2 separate regions of the Anas platyrhynchos genome follow, and region 1 is linked to region 2. The links are chromatin contacts, called in public Hi-C maps. All regions are on one chromosome and are shown on one strand. Each heading gives the region's core, a stretch centred on a gene start, on an enhancer-like site or on the middle of the called end of the contact. The rest is flanking DNA. Distances are from core to core; before and after follow the strand shown. Region 1 has its middle 12 kb from the start of PPIF. Region 2 overlaps PLAC9 (placenta associated 9).

Region 1 (6,041 bases), core at 2,941-5,440, 200 kb after region 2:
GTTGGGGCTTTCACAAGGTCTCCGAATTTGGCACCCAGTTCCCTTTGAATTCAGATAAACCTGCGAGTCTGACTCCCTTCAGGACCTTCATAATCTCTATTTTTTATCTATTTTTGTTTTTATAATAAAGTCAGAGAGAGAAAGACTTCGAACAGGACAGAGGGAAAGTAACTCCTCCAAGAACAAACCAAGAAAAAGAGTAGGAAGAAATGATAAAGAGTGCTGGGGAGACAAGATTCAGATCAGGAAAAAAGGTTGTTTCTCTTTTAATACAATCCGAGGCCAAAATGGAACATGTAAAGCATCTAGCCTGACAGCCTGTGTGCTGCAAGCCACTAAGCTTCAGCTAGTTCCTCTCATACTTAGCCTACAAACTCCTCTGGCTTGCCTTCATCAGGACTGAAGACCCACATCTATTGGTATCTAGCTCCAAAGCTCATCATCTTCACTGGTCAGGCGTTGGCCCTCATTTCCTAAATTAATTTTGGGGGGGAACAACATCAAGCCATCCTTCCCACCTGCTTGACTACTTCAGCAGAACTCTTTTCCCTCAGGGCTGGCCTGGAGCTGAGCTGCAGTGTGGCATTACGACCAGTTTGGAATTACTTCTGCCTGGATGCTGCCGTGCCCCTGAGCTCCTGGCCCTGGGGAAAAGTCAGAACCGCGGTGGGGAGGCGCAAAGCCTCGCCTTGTGCCATCCACCCTGCAAGGCTCAGATGTGTGCTGCTGCCACCGCTGCATGCTGTCCCGGCCGAGTGTCTCTCCCCCTGCAGCCTCGAGGTTTCCTGACCGCGAGCAGCTGCAGCAGGAGCAAAAAGAGCAGCAAAAAGCAGTTCCCAAAACCCCAAGTCAGCAGTTTTCTTATCGGTGGAGGCTGAAAAACAGTGCTTGAAACACACTGGGAGCGCTTCCCACTAAGCATCAACTACCAGCCCTTTATTTACAACTTATAAAAGTAATCACATTTGAAATCTATCCGAGGGAGCGAGGGGCTGCTTTGTTGTTTTTTAAGCTATGAATTCTGTTACCAAAAAAACGCTGCATTAAACTTAAATGCTGATTATTAAAAAGCAAAGCCAATAAAAATGATCCAGTAGACAACATTCCTCAGTGAAGACCGTAAAATACAAGGACATGGGAAGGATGTTTTGGAAGAAAGCGAGAGGAAATTAACTGCCAGCTAGTCTTGCGAACAGAGCAGGTCACATGAATGGACTTCAAAAAAATTAAATATAATATAATATCCTTTCAAACTCATCATTGATCATACATGCTTGGGCAGAGTTTCAGATGGGATTAACCAGACCCTCAGATGCTGCCAGCCACTCTGGGAATTTTGCCTTTGGCGTTGGTGGGCAAGGAGCTAGCCATGAGCCCATCAGCTTCGGTACATCCAGGTGTGAGGAGTTTTGTTCATGGGGGGAATGAAGGGAGGAGGAATGAGACATCATTTGGTGTTGCAGGGGGTTCAGTTTTATTTTAAGCATTAGAGAGCAGTTGTAGCAAGCAGCAGGATTTGAAGGCAGACATTCAGACATAGTTTCATGCCGAGGTTTGGTCTTGGTCCATTTCTAGTTTTAATAAACCAGTGGCTGTAATAAAGGGGAAGGAACTTGAAAATGTGCAGGGCTAAGATATAATATTTTATAGTTCATCCTGCAAGGCAGAAAGCTGATATCTCACTAATGAATATTAGAGGTTGTTGGAGAGTTTCCAAAAGTAAAGGACCTAGCTTATATTTTTGTTTTCATTCAATCTGCTCTACATTTTTTCCCCCCAGTTTTCCATGGCTCTGTGTCAGCTAGTAGAAAATAGTTGTAAAATACTGTCTGTGCTCATTTGTGCTGATGGTCTGCTGGTGGTCACAAAGCCTGCTCAGCATTGGTGCCCCAACTCTGAGATACCTAGCCGTATGACTACAGGAAAAAAATATATAAAAAAATAACTATTTGTAAATTAAGCGTATCCCCAGGAGAAAAGACTCCTCTCCTGATAAATTACAATGAATTGGAATGGGATAAAAAATTCATTGATTAGATAAGATCTACATGTATATCAGGTTGAGGACTGCAGAAGTGATTTTTCCTGGTGTTTCTCCCTTTGAGACCCACTCCCAGCATATCCCACCTACCAGGCAGAGCAGCAGGGAACTGGCCGATGTTCCCTGGTGTGAGGGCAAAGCCAGCCCCAGCCTCCAGCTCAGGGGAATGACATCAGGCACAAACGAGGTCAGAACTGCCATTGGTTTATCAGCCAGGCAGAGTCCTGCCCAGTTTGGGGAGGGTGAGTGAAGAATTCGGGTTGAAGCTATGACCTTAGAGCCAAGCACACCGAAATAACAAAATAGGGGAAAATTTGGGATAACAAATTACATCAGTGGAACACGAACAATTTGGGGTCTTGTTAAGCCCGGGACCTTAGTTAGCAATGACACGCTGGGACAATATTATTTTAACCCCTTGACTCCTTGATATAGAGTTAAGGCTACTTTGTGAGGGGCCCTACTCGCAAAGAACAACACAGAACTATTTTCTGTTATCTGCAGGCTGCTCACAGCCATTGAAAAACTTCATTTAGCTTCATTCCTGAGAAACCGAGACAGCTTCTGGGCAGAGGAAGCTGGCACGGGCTGGTGCTCCTAACGCCTGAAAAGGGGGGGGGGGGGGGGGGAAGAAAGAAAGAAAGGAATTGAGTTCTCCTAGCTGGGATAATAACAACTGCAGCTGCAAAGTCCCACTGAGAGCGCTCCGAGTTCAGCAAGCCAAGACAACAGAAAGTGGAAAGAATAGGTAAATCTGCCCCCCAGCTGCAGGATGCTGCTGCCACAGCTCGGCTGGGACACTGGTAGCAGAGGACAGCCCTCCCTTCACCGCTCCTCAGACACCTTCACAAACAGCTATGGGAGGTGATAGGATCCTCATTAACTGGGGCAGCAATTAGGCAGGAAAAAAATCATCATCCACAGCTGGGAAATGCTGCTGGGTCATGGGCAGGCGAAAGTAAAGGCCCCCATCTGCCCCTGCCTCTTGCCCCTCTCCCCAGAATCAGATGTTGATCGCAGGGAGAGCTGGTGGTGAGCTTCAGGAGCCACGTTCCCGAGTGGTTACACAGCTCGGGACAGCCCGGGGTTTGCGCCCCGTGGGCCAGCCAGCCTCCATGCTGCAGGGCGGCCCCCTTGGGGGCTGTGTGCTGAACCCAACACAGGTTTATGGCCCCGACGAAAGCCTTCGGACCAGGATGGGGTCTGGAAAATTCTTTCATATCATTGTGAAGAGAGGAAAAATAAATAAAAGAAAAACAGAACACATTTCCTTTCGTTTCAGCATGAAAGGAGTGGTGCTGGAAAGGTGGAAAAGAGGAAGACAATGATCTCCACTGCTGTTCCAAAACAATTTCTATGCATTTTGTTACTAACCACCAAGTAATCCACCGGTTCACCCCAGAAATGAAGTCATTCTTGCAACTAAAAGGAGCATCTTGTTTTCCCTTCATTGTGTGCTCCTGCATCTGTGTGCATGAACACCATTTTCCAAAATCTAGCAGCATCGTGGTTTCAGATCAACTGGAAAGGAAACAGAAGGAATGCCCAGAAAAACACGTGGCTTTGCCTTGACCCCACAGGCGGCCAGTCCACACGAGCCACTTATGGCAGCAGTGGCCACCGCAGAGTGGCTGACCCAGCGGCAACCTCCCGCTTCTCCACCCTGTGCTTTGAGACCTCCAGCTCCGTGCAGTCCTGCTCGCTCTGCAGGCAAAGGAAAGTGTTTAGCAGAAAGTTGGTTGGGCTTCTTCTTCCTGCTCTGAGCCAGCAGACACCCGCACCCGCTATTGTTCGCGTGGGCCAGCGAGCCGATGGGCCAAGGGTTAGTGGGTTAACAGCGATGCAACGTCAGGGCGTGGAACAAGGGCTGTGGCTCTGATTGCGGGTGTAGCCGTGCGCCAGCCCCAAGTGACAGACCTTTTGCCCCCACCCGGCCAGCCTTGGCCGCCCGCACACTCCTCCCACAAGCTGTGCAGCCCCACGCAGCAAACGGATCGAAAAATGCAAAGCTCGGACTTCTGCAGCTTAAGCACGGGAACGTTCTTATAAAAAAATCAGCAAAAGCTTTTATAGGGTGCTGGCAGCACATGCAAGCCATGTGACAGATTGCGAGGCTGAGGCCGTGTGCTGGCACCCCCCGGTTTTTAATGTACAGAATCACGCAGCTTTCTCCAAGGACACTTTGCACTTTGTTTGGCCTTGGCAACCCTCAAGTTAATAGCAACGGTGCTTCCAAAAAAATAAAATCCTAACCAAACACTGACTTTTGGCAGGCAGGAAAAAAATCTAAGGCACTGCATCACTTGGAGCGTGCACTGTTTGGAGCTAACGCACAATTTATGGCTCCAGCAATAGCCTAACTGCTCGCAGCTGCCGCCGCCCCCTCACGCCCCTGCCTCTCGCAGGAGCACATCCCAAGGACGTGCCAGTGGTGGGGCCTGGGGCTGTCCCTGGGGACGGGGTCCCACGGGGCTGGCATGGATCAGGCGGACAGATAGATGGATGGACGGATGGAGTTTGGCCCTGCAATGCGAGAGTCTCTCTGGGGGAAACTGCAGCGAGCTGGGGGCGAGGCCTGAGCGGTGGGGGAGAGAGGGCAGGAAAACCGCAAGGCACTTGCGCCTGCTAAAAATGATTTCCACCTAGTAATTTTAGCAGCTGTTGTGTCCCTCTGCCTACCTTCCCGGATGAATTTTAAGTAGGAGGTGAGTGAAAATGAGAACGGTGACAGAGTTTTTCCCCCCCAAACCTCTGCATCTGCACATTTTTAACTTTTCCCTGACCCTGTCTTAAAGAGGCAGTCATTCCCCCCAAGCATGCCCCCCCCCCCCGTTATATGTTTTCTTTTTTTTTTTTTTTTTCCTCTCCTGGTTTGTAAAAAGAACGGGGGGTTCAAACCAGCATCACTCTGGGGTGGTTACAATAAATGACCCATCAGGGGAGGACAGAGCCACACCAGAGCCCCTGGATCTGCCCCCACCCTGACCTTCCCAGCTCAGACCTCGAGGTCTGGGATGTGGATGCAAAAAAAAAGAAACCACAGCTTCCTAGCACCAGGGTGACAAAGCAGGAGCCAAACATGCGATACCATTGCTCAGCAGCAGCGCCAGGCTCTAAAAATAAGTGCCACTAAGCCATAGCAAGCAAAGGCACATGTCAAGCAGGACATGTGGCACAGTATCAGCCAGGTGAAGAGCTGTCCCCACAGTGAGGACGCGCAGCCCAAGCAGCAGCTGCAGGGCTGGGAGCCCAGTTACCTGCTCGGTTACGCTGCTCTTCCCTGGGCCAGCTGGGATCTGAACGTTTTGCTGGAGTCCTGCAAGATGAGGATGTCGGCTGTGCTGCTGAGTAAGAGCTTGCCTCCATTCTTCTCAAGCTACATCAGTCCCACTGATGACCTAATTTTAAGATCTGTTTACTTAACCGGCTAATAAATAATGAGCAATTCAGAGTCAGTGTTGACCTCTGATATAGTTGCACTGAACTCAAGTTAACAACACCAGCAACATTTTTCATCCAGCCATGTCCCAGGACACCTCCTTCAGCTCCAACAACAGGCAGTGGATACTAATAACCTCCTGCTCTGAGGTGCCCCAGGCCTTTCTCCATTTGAGCATGGCATCTGAAGTCAGCCAAGCTTGTTTCCACTCCGATCCCCTGTACCAGAACAACCTCCTGGTACCACACTCAGTTTCCTCCATGTCCCCTCATTGTGTGTCCCTCACAGCTCGCAGCAGGGTCTTCCTGCACCCCGGATCTCAAGCTGCAGCCTCGCCTGGTCCTGCTGCCCTCACCCTGAGCGCCGTGTGAGGGAAAGCACTGCCTGGCTGCTGCTCGCCGCTCTGTGGCTGACACCTCCTTCCCCGGCTGCAGCCTTTCTGTCCTGCAGCTCTTCCAGGCCCGCAGCGCCAGGGCACAATGTCAATGGCCTGGTTGCTTCTAAATTGGGTTGAAAGTGTCTGTCCAGCTACAGTTTCTCCGCTAGTGGCAGAACATCCAC
Region 2 (5,916 bases), core at 2,037-4,536:
TCTGGTTCCTGTTTCAGACTCATTTGTCTTTCATTTGGCTTGTGGTCCGCTTTGTTTTACATCTCCCTCCCTACTGAGCACAACATGAACTCTCAGTTAACTTTCAAAACCACACTGGTCATAGCATGATGCAAAATGGATTTTATAGAATTTAAGACCAAAAGGGAACATTACGATCACTTAGCTTGACCTTCTCTGTAACACAGCCCAAAGAACCCAACCCAGTAATTTCTACAGCAAGCCTGCAACTTTGGTTTGACCTCTAATGCATCATTAGGTAGGATACTTAGTACAAGTAATGCAGAAGGCACTTCAATTGCTAAACAGATTCATTGGCTTTTAAAAATGTACATCTTAGCCTGAATTGTCTTGGTCTAGCTTTCAACCATGTAATGTTTTATCTTTATTTATTTTCTTATCAGGTGTCTTTGTGACGCAGGTATGGGGACAAGAGTTTTCTTATATGTAGCGCTAATGGCCTGGGACTAGATAGAGGGGAGCACAAAAGCTATCCTGTAACAACTTTTATTAGTAAAGGGAAAGTTAACATCACCCTCTGAATCTTGACACTAACCTCAACAAGATGTGCATATCTCTATATATTTGCACAATATATGGACAAATAGACACATATCTGTATACCTAGACAGATCTATAAAGCAAATAATAAACCTATTCAGCCTTTGTATATGCACTTTTATATTCAGTGGAAGAGCAGGTGTATGTGTATATCTAGAATTCAGATACTGGTAGGTAACTATTATATGTAGAAGTTCACACACACAAGAGGAAATGACATAGCCACTTCACCTCCTTCCACTCAATAGGAGACTTCTTGCGTAAGGAGGTCCTGCTTAAACTTCTAGACACAAGAGCACTTCTTGTATCTCCTGATACCCTTAAATCTAACTCAGAGATTCTCAATTTCTCTGCTCCATCTGCTGGTTTCTGACTGTATGACAGTGCAAGGCAGGAGAACTACCCAGCTTCTATGGGCACCATTAACCTAGCATGGAGGGCTTAATCAGAGGAGAAAGGGCACAAGGCACAAAGCATGTCAAAATTTGTAGATGATGGGTAGCATAAATAACAAAAATGTAATTTTCGTATAAAGTAGGGGTCATTTTGCTGTCTTGGATGAGTGAGCCCTTACTCTGGCTGTAAAATAGCCACTTATGTATTAAGTAGTGTGGACTTTAAGAATTGAATGAAGCGTATCACTTGCAGGAAGCATCAAGTGGAAATTTCCAGATGAGGACTTAACTGAAAGGTAACATTCTCTCTAAAATACTGAAATATTGCAACAAATATCTGTCCAAAGTAATCCATTAAGTTTCAAAAGATATATTCAGGACATGGAAATATGTCTCCGAGAAAATAGCCCGAAATGCCATGTTTGTTCTATAAGCATGCATACTTGCTTAGGCTTCCAGAAATTGAAATAACCACACATCTTAAATACGTATTTTATACAGCATACAATGAAAAGTTTAGCTTTAAAAGTTGTTAGCTTTAAAACTGACCATAAAAGTGTTGTTGGGTTGCGCACGTGCTTTGACACATCGGCAAGGAAGAAGTCTAATTAATGTTTGTAAAATGTTTCTTCAGCAGCAAGACGGTAAGGAGAAGGAGGTACCCTAACAGGCCATTACTGTTTTGTTTAGATGGCCTGCAGCCTTCCATTCTTTGATTCTTTTACAAGATGGCTGCTATTATTATATTGGTAAAGATGCTGCCAGAGGTGGTCAGCACCGAAGTCAGACCGTGTCATTTTCTTTCACCAGTTGCAATACAGAGAAGGGCAACACTCATAAGCAGCATGTGATTCTCTTTGAGCGCATTAAAATTGTTGCTTAGTATGAACTGCCTGACCATAGTGACCCAGTTGCATGCCATATTTTCAAGGCACCGGATGTGTCCTGTGAACCGCCCATCCCACAGATAAAGGCTGTGGGTTAACAAGGTAATAATCAGGTTTCTAGCAGCCAAAGCCTCAGGCCAAAGCTCTGAAAACAGAATAAAACTAGAAACTACACTGACCAAAGCACTGGCTGCCCAGCCAGTGGCAGCAATCACCCCCTCCCTCCCAAAGCACCCTGTTCTGGTGCGGCAGTGAGGGGGCAACCACAGGCACCGGGGCGCCTCCGCTCCTGTGTGAAAGTCACTGACCAGACAGGGAGATGCAGGCCCTCACTGACAGGTTTTCTTCTGGTTCTGCCCCCAGAGAGCTCCGTGTCACGCAATCTGGGAACTAGAAACATTTTGGTTTCTTTGGTTTCAAAACAGATGTCCTCCTAGCTCTTATCGCTCATTCACAACTGCTTTCAGATGTTTCCTGAGACACTGAGGCCTAGACCATCTGTCAGGTTTTTCTCAGTCACAGCATCAGTTCTGGGGTTCTGCTAAGGTGCCCTATCAAACCAGGATGAGACATCTCCTCCTCCTTCACCAAGCCCACTGCAGTTTATAAAGCAGCAATGCACCCTCACAGCCAGAAAGCCATCTCTTTCTGCACCAGAGGAGAGGAATGAACCACAGCGAAGTACCAAGCACTACACCAAGACCTGCATTTCACGGCAGCTTCTTTCCTGAGTTCTCGCGGTGTACACGCATACACAAAACTGTACAGTGTTTTGCAAACCTCACTGTGAGATGCAACAGCCTTAAACCGGCTTTATATACCTATCCCAGCATGTCCTGCTTTGAATATATGTCATACACCGTACTGAACCTCTCCTCCTACGTACACCTGCTTCAAGTAGAAGTCAGGCCTCACAACATGATGTTGCAGTTTGTGTAGTACAGAAAACTCTTTCACACAAAAGGGCTAAGCTAAGGCAAGGAATAAAGTGACATTTTGGGTAAGATCATCATATTTTCTCTGCTTAAAAAAGTCGCTTATAAGATTTCAGGTCCTATGTCAGGAAAAAGGTAAAAGGAGTCCCTGCACAGTGCCAACAGGCATGCTCACTGTGCCAGTTTGGAAAGGTCAGAAAGCCTCTGGCTCAGAGTTGGGCAGGACAAACAGTAACTTTTGCTTCTCCAAAGGCAGAGCTCTGGCTTTTCTTTTAAGGACCAGTATGATATAAGACGCATGGTCAGAGAAAAAGAGTGGTCAACACTGACTCGTGCTAGCCAACAGTGACTCTCATGTATTTTCCATTTCTAGGGAAAAACTAAACAAGCCTGTCATGTAACTTATGGCCAGCCACAAACTCCTTAAACAAATGAATACAACCAGTGCTGGCCCTTACCCAAACTTCCCACTCAACCTTGTGATTCAAGGTCCTCCCTTTGACACAATGGGCAGCAGTTCAGCATAAGGCCATCAGGCTTGATGCTGAAAGCTAAGGCTGGGAATATTGGAAAGGCAGAAATTGTATTGATTTCCGACAGTAAAACAGCTTGTTGTCCTATTACCAGAACAGCCAGGGTTTGTATAGAAAGACTGGCCATTGCTTTGTAACATACAATTCTGACATAAAATTTCAGCATTCCCATATCATTCCAACTGTGATGGAAAAAAAAAACAACAAACATGCAAGTAAGTAAAATTTTCTAGAAACAGGATGGTTCACTTGACTACTAAGTTATGAAGTAACAACACTCCCAAAACACAAAAAAGGGGGAAAAAAAAAAGGCAGCTGCAATGCAGCTATCTTTGAATTACATGACATATTTCAAGTCTTTTCTAAGTATTAAACAGATTACAGACAGATTTTTTTAAGTATTAAACAGACAGATTACATCTTCATGTTTTTGTCCTAACAGCACCACCTCCTGGTGCAGGAAAAAAACAAAACAAAACAAAAAATAACAACAAAAAATCTTGCTACAAATAAACAATCAAAAATTCTTTCTAGAACTGTGCCAAACAAATTTTAAAATAATAGCACACGTAGTACATAAAGTCACACTTTACTCCTGTCCTCCTCCCTGCCCTCAAGGACTCCAGCCCACAGTACACCTCCCATACTATCAGACTGCAATGGCTACAGTTCTTACAAACATGTTTGCTATCTTGTGATACATACCTCCAAAATTCTTGGCACAGACTTGTTATGAAGTCCTGTGTCAGATCCAAATCATGGCTCTCACACAACAGTACCGGAGACAGTACTAGTTCCTCCTCTTCTGTTTTTAAGTGTTTGTTATAACACAAGCTCACCTCTGTCTTTTCTCCATTACAAGCAAGTAACAACAGAATGAGTTGCTGCTGCCTGCACATTGTTACAGCCTCTTCAGGGCTCATGTAAGAATAGGACTTAACAACATCATGCAAATTATGCTATCACTCTAGTGGGTTTTAAAATACTATCACTGTTCCATATGTATTAAAACCAAAAGTTACTGAATGTTGCACAAAAGCTAAGAAGAGAATTGGCTCCATTAAAGCAGGTACTGCCCTTTTATGGCATACAGCCAGCAGAATTAGATGATCGAAGAGCAAAAAGTCATGACTACTGAGAGATAAACACAGGTAACTGTTAGAGATATGTGATTTTGTATACAGCATTGTAAATGAGTGACTTGGTCAGCAAATGGCACTAGCTGTACACACATTTGTTTCCCCTTGTATTGTAACATTAGACTGTTACAGGCAAGCTTCTGCCACAATGGAATCACCAGCTTGGACCCATTCTGGACGTAAGTGGACAAACTCAGCTGCTCATCAAAATTTTACCATGCAAGTTGTTTCTGAAGAAAGTCTAAGAGGAACTGATATGTAAGCGAGATCTTCCCAACACTTAGGGTTTATACTTGTAGAGACAGAGCTGAGTCTATAAACTTACTCTATACAGAAAACAGGTTGTGTGAAACAAAGGCAACAAACAAATAGAAGGACAAATGAAAACAGGTTGTTCCAAACAACTTTGACAATGTATGCATCACCACAAGACATTAACAGCAGTTGGGTACACCTGTATTTACCAGGCAATTTCTACCTGGCACAGAACCCATTTTCTTTAAAAAAAAAAACAAAAAATAAACAAACAAACAAAAAAAAACACACAAAACAAACAAACAAACAAAAAACCCAAACAAACAAAAAAACCCACGATCTTTAGCATGTCAAATACAACTACACAAGTCAGAAAGGTAAGTATTGTTATTAAAAATTCCTGGTTAATTTAACTGTGGCTGTTTTTCCAGCTGCTGCAGAACCTGTCGATGTGTTACCTGGAACTTTGGGAAGAGAAAGCTGGTGTCATGAACATGATACAATCCATGAACGCTTGGATATTATTGAAGAGGTAAGAGCTACTGCGTTGGTTCCTGGACTATACTAGACCTCTGCCTCAGCCTTTTGACAAAACAAAATAAAGAAGAACCACATTGCTAGCCACTGACCCTTCTTGATTCTATAAGACAAGATTCAAGACAAGATGTGAATTTTGCAGATGACAAAGCTTGACAAAGGAGTTTCTGCTCATTTCTGCAGACACTCAGAACAATAAATGAACTGTCACTGGGATTATAGGAAAGCTGAAATGTTTACATGTTTGTCCCCAGTGTCTTAAACATCCACAAGATATGCGTCCAGTGCTAACTACTCCCAGCTGGGTATCTGCCAAACCACATTCTGTTGGTTCTCAAATGGCCATGTTAACTTCCTCCAGCTCTAGCCTTAACCCTCTTCTTTCCACCCCATCAGCTCCTCTCATCCTCCTCGAATTTTTTTTTTTTTTTGTGGATATGATGGTGGCTGAGAAATAAGAAAGAATTAAAACTAAATTCATACAAAGCTCATTCTAAGAAGTCAAATTATGGGTGACAGAGGTGCTACAACTTGTCATGCAAAACCAAATTCTAGTACTTTGTGCCACTAGAGGACAGTATAACGTAAGAAATACTTAAAACTGCAACGCACAATATAAATGAAATTAGCTATTAGTAGAACAGGACAGTAGATTT

What was found. Hi-C and Micro-C count contacts between places; a contact is called where the count stands out from the background.
Region 1: a contact with region 2 is called in a Hi-C map of skeletal muscle, with 8 times the contacts expected there. The contact joins two enhancer-like sites. A contact is called at or near these places in 3 of 8 Hi-C or Micro-C datasets (liver, skeletal muscle and subcutaneous adipose tissue).

The regions. Positions count from the first base shown.
Region 1 is chr6:15,823,176-15,829,216 of IASCAAS_PekinDuck_T2T, forward strand. No RefSeq gene overlaps it. Among named protein-coding and RNA genes, the nearest start is that of PPIF, 12 kb to the right of the region's middle. Within about 2 kb of position 4,191, at least 4 of the 8 cell types and tissues checked have an H3K27ac peak or open chromatin away from gene starts, as enhancers often do.
Region 2 is chr6:15,625,430-15,631,345 of IASCAAS_PekinDuck_T2T, forward strand. It overlaps PLAC9 (placenta associated 9), which reads left to right. Exons shown (of 5, transcript XM_013096035.5): 3 at 5,155-5,255. Among named protein-coding and RNA genes, the nearest start is that of PLAC9, 9.4 kb to the left of the region's middle. Within about 2 kb of position 3,287, at least 1 of the 8 cell types and tissues checked has an H3K27ac peak or open chromatin away from gene starts, as enhancers often do.